2 separate regions of the Rattus norvegicus genome follow, and region 2 is linked to region 1. Evidence: chromatin contacts called from public Hi-C data. All regions are on one chromosome and are shown on one strand. Each heading gives the region's core, a stretch centred on a gene start, on an enhancer-like site or on the middle of the called end of the contact. The rest is flanking DNA. Distances are from core to core; before and after follow the strand shown. Region 1 overlaps Kalrn (kalirin, RhoGEF kinase). Region 2 holds the start of Itgb5 (integrin subunit beta 5).

Region 1 (3,428 bases), core at 347-2,846:
ATTTGTACCAACCCACAAACGTTAACAGACCTAGTTCCCTTTTCCTGGGAACTGAAGAAGTAATCAATCTGACCTCCGTGTTCCCAGATGTGGCTGACCTCTCCTGTTCCACAACGCCGGAGAAATGCATTCTGGGTAATTTCCGGTGCCGAGTGCCTACTGAATAAAATCAACAGCTGGTAGAAGGAAAAGCCAGGTTGCAAGTAGGCGGCCAGCTAGGATGCAAGCAGCATCAGTTCACTGGGTCTCCGCTGCTCCCAAACGTGGTCTTTCACTCAGGGTACAAGGGCGCCCGGAGCGTCCTGTGTCCTGAGGGCGGGGAGCGGAGCATGCCCATGCTCATGCCTAGATTCACAGCCCCCTCCCCCAGCCCGTCCCTGTCTCACTCTGTTGCCTAGGCAATTCTGAGTTTGTGGCAAGCTTCCCGTCTCTAGCTGGGAATATAGGTGTAAGCTGCCAGGCTTGGATGGGTACCCCTGTTTTCTAGCTTGGCTGGGAATGGGAGTGGCTTCCCAGTTTACAGGCCCAACCAGCCAGCCTCCTCTTGGAAAGAGAGGCCAATCTTCGACTAAAGATCCACTCGAATGTCTGATGTGGACTGGCAGTCACTTTGGGAAGCCATTGTGGTTGGTGTAGCTAGCTAGGGAGTCCTGCAGCTGCTTGTCTGGGTCCTCAGCTCCCACTGGGTTACATCTCAGCTGCGGCTCACACTGTTAGCTGTAGCTCTCCCAGTCTGTCCCGTGAGATTTCCGGATGCCTCCACCTCTAAACGCTCTCACTGCCTTCTGACTCTCCATCTTTGGTCTGATGCTCACCACCTGTACATGGAGTGAGCCCAGCTAGGACAGCATGCATGTATCATCCAGTCACCGGCTGGAAAGGGGGCGGGACTCCTCAGTGAAAACAACCTGGGATCTATGAGAAGTCAGCTTTCCTGGTCTTTCTTTTTCTCTCCTTTACTGTCGGTACTCTAAGGTCTCTGGCTGGGTTTGTGGGAGTTTGTTGGCACTTACTTTGCTAGACAGTAAAGGTGTGTGCTAAGTGCCAGGACTGGTGAGTGTGTGTTGAGCATGCGTGATCGTGTGTGAGCATGCGTGTGTGTGAGCGCGCCGCGTGTGGGTGTGTGTGAGTGTATGTGAGTGTGTGTGTGTGTGTGTGTGTGTGTGTGTGTGTGAGAGAGAGAGAGAGAGAGAGAGAGAGAGAACACAAGAGAGCTGTCTCATTTTATCCTCACAACAATCTGCCCTCCATGGGCCCCACTTTCCTCACCTAACTCAAAACAGAGGCACACTCTAATCCTCTACACGAAGGATGTCAGAGGGGTGCAGGCATTGGTTTCTTCCAAGGAACCTGCAATTACAAATTACAAATCCCACACAGCTTCCCTGTAGTGTCTCCAAGGTCCTTAAAGGAAAGAAGGAAGAAGATAGTGGCTCAACTAAGGGTGTGTGTGTGGGTGTGGTTCTGTGCATGTGCCTGTGTGTGTGTGTGTGTGTGTGTGTGTGTTTTAGTTTGAATTTCTGACGGAACCTCCTGGAGCCTGAAGAGCTGGGCACTACAGCCATGGTGGTCCACCATCTCCATCTAGTGGTCAGAAGCAGAAATTCATGGTTCCAGCCTTGCATGTATCAGGCAACCTGCCCTGGGTCTCATGTATAGATGGGATCCCCACGCTTATATCTGACCATTTACACAACTCAGATGCAGACTAAGACTTGGTTCTCTGTCATTTTCTGGGCCTCAGTTTCTTCAATGTGAGATGTATGAGTTCAAGGCCACAGTGACTTCGGAAGCCCGTGTTCTTGGACTCCACTGTGAATGAGCCAGCTGAAGAGCAAACTGGTGTGGTCACCCACTAAGCAGGTAGATGGAGTCTGAGCATCCCCACTGCCAACAGGCTCACAGGAGCTGCTATGACGGAGACCACTCGGGGAGAGCCAATGGTCTCCCTGGCATCAGTATATAAGCGGCATGTGGGGGAGCATGGGGCACACAGAGAACAGACCAGGGCCTGGATAACCATGACCAGTGGCTATTCTCGATCGTCGCTTTGACTGCATTTGGAATTAACTAAAATCCATAAGTGGAGGGCACACCTGTGAGAGATTATTTGCTTAATCTGAAGTAGAAAGATTTGCTTCTAATCTGGATCTTCGAGGTGGGAAGATGCACCTTTAATCCAGATCTTTTTGAGGTAGGAAAAGCACCCTTCTGCTGGAATCCTATATAAGGACATGAAGGAAGGAAGCTCCACTCTTTGCCCGCTTGCTCTAGCCTTGCTGGAAGGTCCAGTCCTTCCCTGACATTAGAGCCAACTTCTTCGGAATCCTACCGCCTACTGAAGACCAGCTGAGACATCCAGCCCTGTGGACTGAAGAACTACTGGATTCTTGGACTTTCTATTCATAGCCAGCCATTGCAGGATTAGCTGGACCACACCCTGTGAATCATCCTGATAAATCCTTTTTATATAATGGGGATCGTTATATATAAATATATATCACATATGTTCATTCTATAAGTTCTGTTACTCTAGAAAGCCCTGGCTAATACATTGAGTGCATCAAAGGAGAAAAAGTGGCAGGGTGACCTCTGACCCTGAGCGGAGAGGATAGCCAAGCCCTACCCCACTGTGGGTTGCTGGGGTTGCTCCGTCCTCCTGTCAGGGTGAAAACTCAAGTCTAGATGTAACGTTGTGCACAGGGAAGGCTGGGAGAGCGCTTACAGGTCAGCGCTTCAATGAGACGGACCCGGACCCGGAAAGGCTGGACGACTTTCTCCAAGACACAGAGACACAAGTAGCTTTTACTTCCAACTCTCCACACACCCTCTCTTCACTTCCAGATCTCAGAGAAACCCGGCTCAATCAAAGTGGACTCTCAGGCCAGTTCTACCGTGCTCAGCCGACGCTTGCCATCCCCACCGCCTCAATTGTCCCTACCTTTCACCAGGGGGAAGAAGCAGTCCATTTCCACGCTGCTTCTCGAGTGTGAGATGCACAAGGTGCTGCTGGGGACCAGGCCTTCCTGTGGGGGGCTCCGCTCTGTGGTGCGGACCAGACACCAGCCGGGTCTCTCACTGGGTCGTTCCAACAGCTCCACAGTCTGCCCCACCTGGATGCTCAGCTCACTGCTGTGGGCCGCGCTGAAGTCCTGGAGGACCACGGTCAGCTCACATCCACCTGAGAGCTTTGGTGGTGGCGGTAGAGGGGTAGAGTGTGAGGAGTGTGTGTGTGTGTGTGTGTGTGTGTGTGTGTGTGTGTGTGCGAGCAAGAGGGAAGAAGGCAAAGAATGGGTGAGTGCAGAGGGGAGGAGAAAGAAGGAGGAAGGATGGGAGAGGGTGGAAAATGTTAGGAACAAACAGGAAGGAAAAAGAAAAGAAGAAGAAAGGTAATTAGTGTTATTGGCCACTCAGACCATAGCTGCTCT
Region 2 (3,334 bases), core at 525-3,024, 270 kb before region 1:
GTGTGTGTGTGTGTGTGTGTGTGTGTGTGTGTAGGGGGGTACAAACCACAAGGCAGAAGTTCTGAATTCGAAAAGGTGCCTCAAACCAGCTTTGATGAAGGTTGGATTGCTCAGGGCTCATGGCTTATGGCAGGTCTGGGCAGGCTGGGGACCCAGAGAACCACCAGCTATGTCAGACAGGAGGGGGCTGGGGACCAGAGAACCACCAGAAAAGACAGGAGGCGGCTGGGGAGAATTAGGGCAAGTTGAATCACAGCTCTTTCCAGGTGCGATTTAGACAAATGGCGGTCTGTGCCAGGCGTGGGACAAAGGGGGATGTTTCTGCAGCTATGAAGTGCTCATTTTGGGGGCAGAGAAGATGGGATATTACGGGCCCTGAACTCGAAGACTGTGCGGCACAGGGAGGCTAATATTGTACTTAAAGCAGCATTCCGCCAGCTTTCAGGACTCAACTCTCCTGCTAGCTGATCCTTCCTACACATCCCTGCCAGACTAACCAACACTTCTCACTATTCAACCTTCCAGTTCAAACTCTTTGATCAGCTCCCATAGCGTAGGACCGCCACCTCTAAGCTGGGATAGGAATAGCCCCAAGGCCAATGCCCCCAAGGGCAGGTAATTCCAAGATCTACCTGGGCTGTTTCTGCAGCATGAATTCTACTGGACCATGGCTGGCAGCAAGTGTGACTTTTAAATCAAAACAAAGCCAAAGATGACAGAGTATGGTAGTTGCATATGGTTTAAGAATGAATTTTTAAGTTTACTCTGTATTGGTTCACTTTCCCCTATGCACTACACTACACTTCTGCCAGTGCCACCGAGTCAGAGTTTGGAAGGTGGGCACAACAAAGCTTGTAAGATCCAAATGCCTTAGGTAGGTTTTGCACCCACACCTCCAAGTCCTGACCTTCCAACTGGTTCCTGACCTGCATTCCTAATTTCTGAAAAACATCCTAGCAGTCCCTTCCTCCAGCGTATTAAACCTCAGTGGCTCAGTTTCCTCACCTAAACAAAGGTAGGGATGTTAGGAGTACTCGAGGGGTGAGGACAAGGACAGACAGCACTTAGCACAGTGCCTGCTCAGCAGGGTGCCCTGGGCTTCACCTGAGCTTCTAGTGTCCTCCCTTGCCCATCCCAAGCGTGGCGTCTTGAGATTGAATATGCCGGCGCCTCTGTCCCTCTCAGGCGAGGCCTGGGCTGGCATGCGCTTGTGGCGTGACGAAATGGCCTGGCAGATCCAAGCCGTATCTTCCCTCGATCCTGAAGTCATAACTGAGATTGCTTTGGTCCAAGTAATCTCTGTAGCCCTAAAGGAGCGTGTCCCGCCCCCTCCCGTAGAGGCCAAGATCCGGGAGGAGACCCTAACTAGAAGTTTCGAACCCGCGATCCCCACAAGTGCGTCAGCTGTGACAGCCACCTGGGCAGCCCAGGACCTAGGCGTGCTGGCGGGTCCCGGCGCAGGGCGGAGCTGGTCCGGCCCGGAGCTCGCCCCGCCCCGTCCCGCCTAGCCGTAAACTGACCGAGTGGCGGCCTGCGGGAGAGAGGGGAGGAGAAAGCAGAGAAGAGTTGGGGGCCGGCAGCAGAGGGAGAAGGGAAGGGGCGCCGAGAGCAGACGCGCGGGGACTCGGCGAGGGTACGTCGTAAACGGTGACTACTCCGGGTGTCCCAGCCGGCCAGCGAGGACGATGGTGGCGGCGGGGCGCGGGCCAGCCCGGCCGCGGGCGCCGTGATCCCGAGCGCAGCGCCCGGCATGCCGCTGCGGTCCCCGGCCTCGGCCCCGCTCCGTCCCCGCCGCGCGCCCCCGCCGAGCGGCGCGCACCATGCCGCGGGTGCCCGCGACCCTCTACGCCTGTCTGCTCGGGCTCTGCGCGCTCGTGCCGCGCCTCGCAGGTAAGCCGCGCCGCCCCGCAGCGCGCTCCGTAACTTTTGCTCTCCCGCGGCCGCTTGCGGGAACCGAGGGTGCAGTGCACCCCTGGGCGCTCCCAGATGGGTCGGCGGGGCGCGGGCTTCGGATCTGCGTGCACTGGCCGGTTCCCTCCCGGGCTGAGGAGGAGCCTTCCCTTCCTGTGTAAACAGCGTGCGTCTGGTGGCCGAGCCCGAGGGCGCTGGGGACTTGGGAGGGAAAGTCTCCCCGCCCGGTGCTGGGGCCCCAGCACTGCGCTCGCCTGCACAAAGCAGCCCTTGTGGCCCGCGGAGAGTGATGTGGGGGCTAAAGTACGGCGGCCGGGTCATCCCGGAGGTCTGTGGATAATGCAACTTTCTCTAAGTTTGCTCTAAACTGAAAGTTGTCGCCACTCTCCGTAAGTCCGAAGTCACGGCCCCACCTGGGACACCACCATCTGATCCTGTTCCTGTACGGTGACTCACAAACACCGCGTCCAGACTGCGGAGGGGCTGCTGGCGCTGCCTTAGCCGGATGCACCCTGGCGGTGATGCTGGAGCCCCCAGCTACCTGCGTTAAGTTTTCAGACTTGGGAAGGGCAGTTAAGTCTCTAGAGCCGTGCGGTGGTGGCGCACGCCTTTAACCCCAGCTTTCGGGGGGAGGGGCAGAGGCAGGCGGATCGAGACCAGCCTGTTCTACAGAGCAAGGTCCGACAGCTAAGGGTATACAGTGAAACCCTGTCTCAAACAAACAAACAAACAAACAAACAAACAAACAAACAACAGTCCCTACAGGAAGCTTGATAGTTGGCGCTGTAGCTGCTAGGGTCAGGAGCTTGTCCTACCTCTCTATACCTACCCACTCAAAGCAGGAGTTTCGGAACGTTCTCCTTCCCGTCGGAAGTAATTGTGTATTGATTAAGGGTGCGTCATTCACTTTCAAGCCTGGAGTATTTGTTTGCCTTTCTGAGCCCAGCGGTTGCCTGGCTGCTTTTGGGGAGACCTCTGTTCCCCTACCGCGTCTTGTTTACATGAAGGAGGTCGAGGTTTCCGTCTGAGAGCTAGGAGCGAGTTGAGGAAACAAAAATGTCGTCCCAGTCCAAACTTAATAGTGTAGCAAGGCTGCTCTTATGGAAAAATAAGTAGATCACTGGGACCCCCCACCCCCAGTCTGGCAACCAGTGTCCATCTTTCCTGTTCCAAAAGGTCCCCAGGGAAACGCAAAGAGATGTAGTTTGAATCACCACCCTCTGGAATATATCCTTGTCAGCCTACCTCACTTCTTCAGGAGAGTGTTTTAGTTTGAAGTTATACTCTTTAGAGTTTGGTGGAAATTTTTTCTTTTAAGAGAGTGTGTGTGTGTGTGTGTGTGTGTGTGTGTGTGTGTGTGTGTGTGATGGTGATGGTGTTTTTTAAATTTAAATTTTTGTCAGAATAAACACTCAGCAACCTT

What was found. Hi-C and Micro-C count contacts between places; a contact is called where the count stands out from the background.
Region 2: a contact with region 1 is called in a Hi-C map of liver, with 5 times the contacts expected there. The contact joins the promoter of Itgb5 here to the enhancer-like site in region 1. A contact is called at or near these places in 8 of 12 Hi-C or Micro-C datasets (the A7r5 cell line, Schwann cells, frontal cortex and 5 more).

The regions. Positions count from the first base shown.
Region 1 is chr11:80,173,484-80,176,911 of GRCr8, reverse strand. Kalrn (kalirin, RhoGEF kinase) reads right to left here. Exons shown (of 60, transcript NM_032062.2): 34 at 2,942-3,188. Among named protein-coding and RNA genes, the nearest start is that of Umps, 140 kb to the left of the region's middle. Within about 2 kb of position 1,596, at least 16 of the 93 cell types and tissues checked have an H3K27ac peak or open chromatin away from gene starts, as enhancers often do.
Region 2 is chr11:80,447,813-80,451,146 of GRCr8, reverse strand. Itgb5 (integrin subunit beta 5) reads left to right here and starts at 1,774. Exons shown (of 15, transcript NM_147139.2): 1 at 1,774-1,890. The coding sequence starts at 1,821.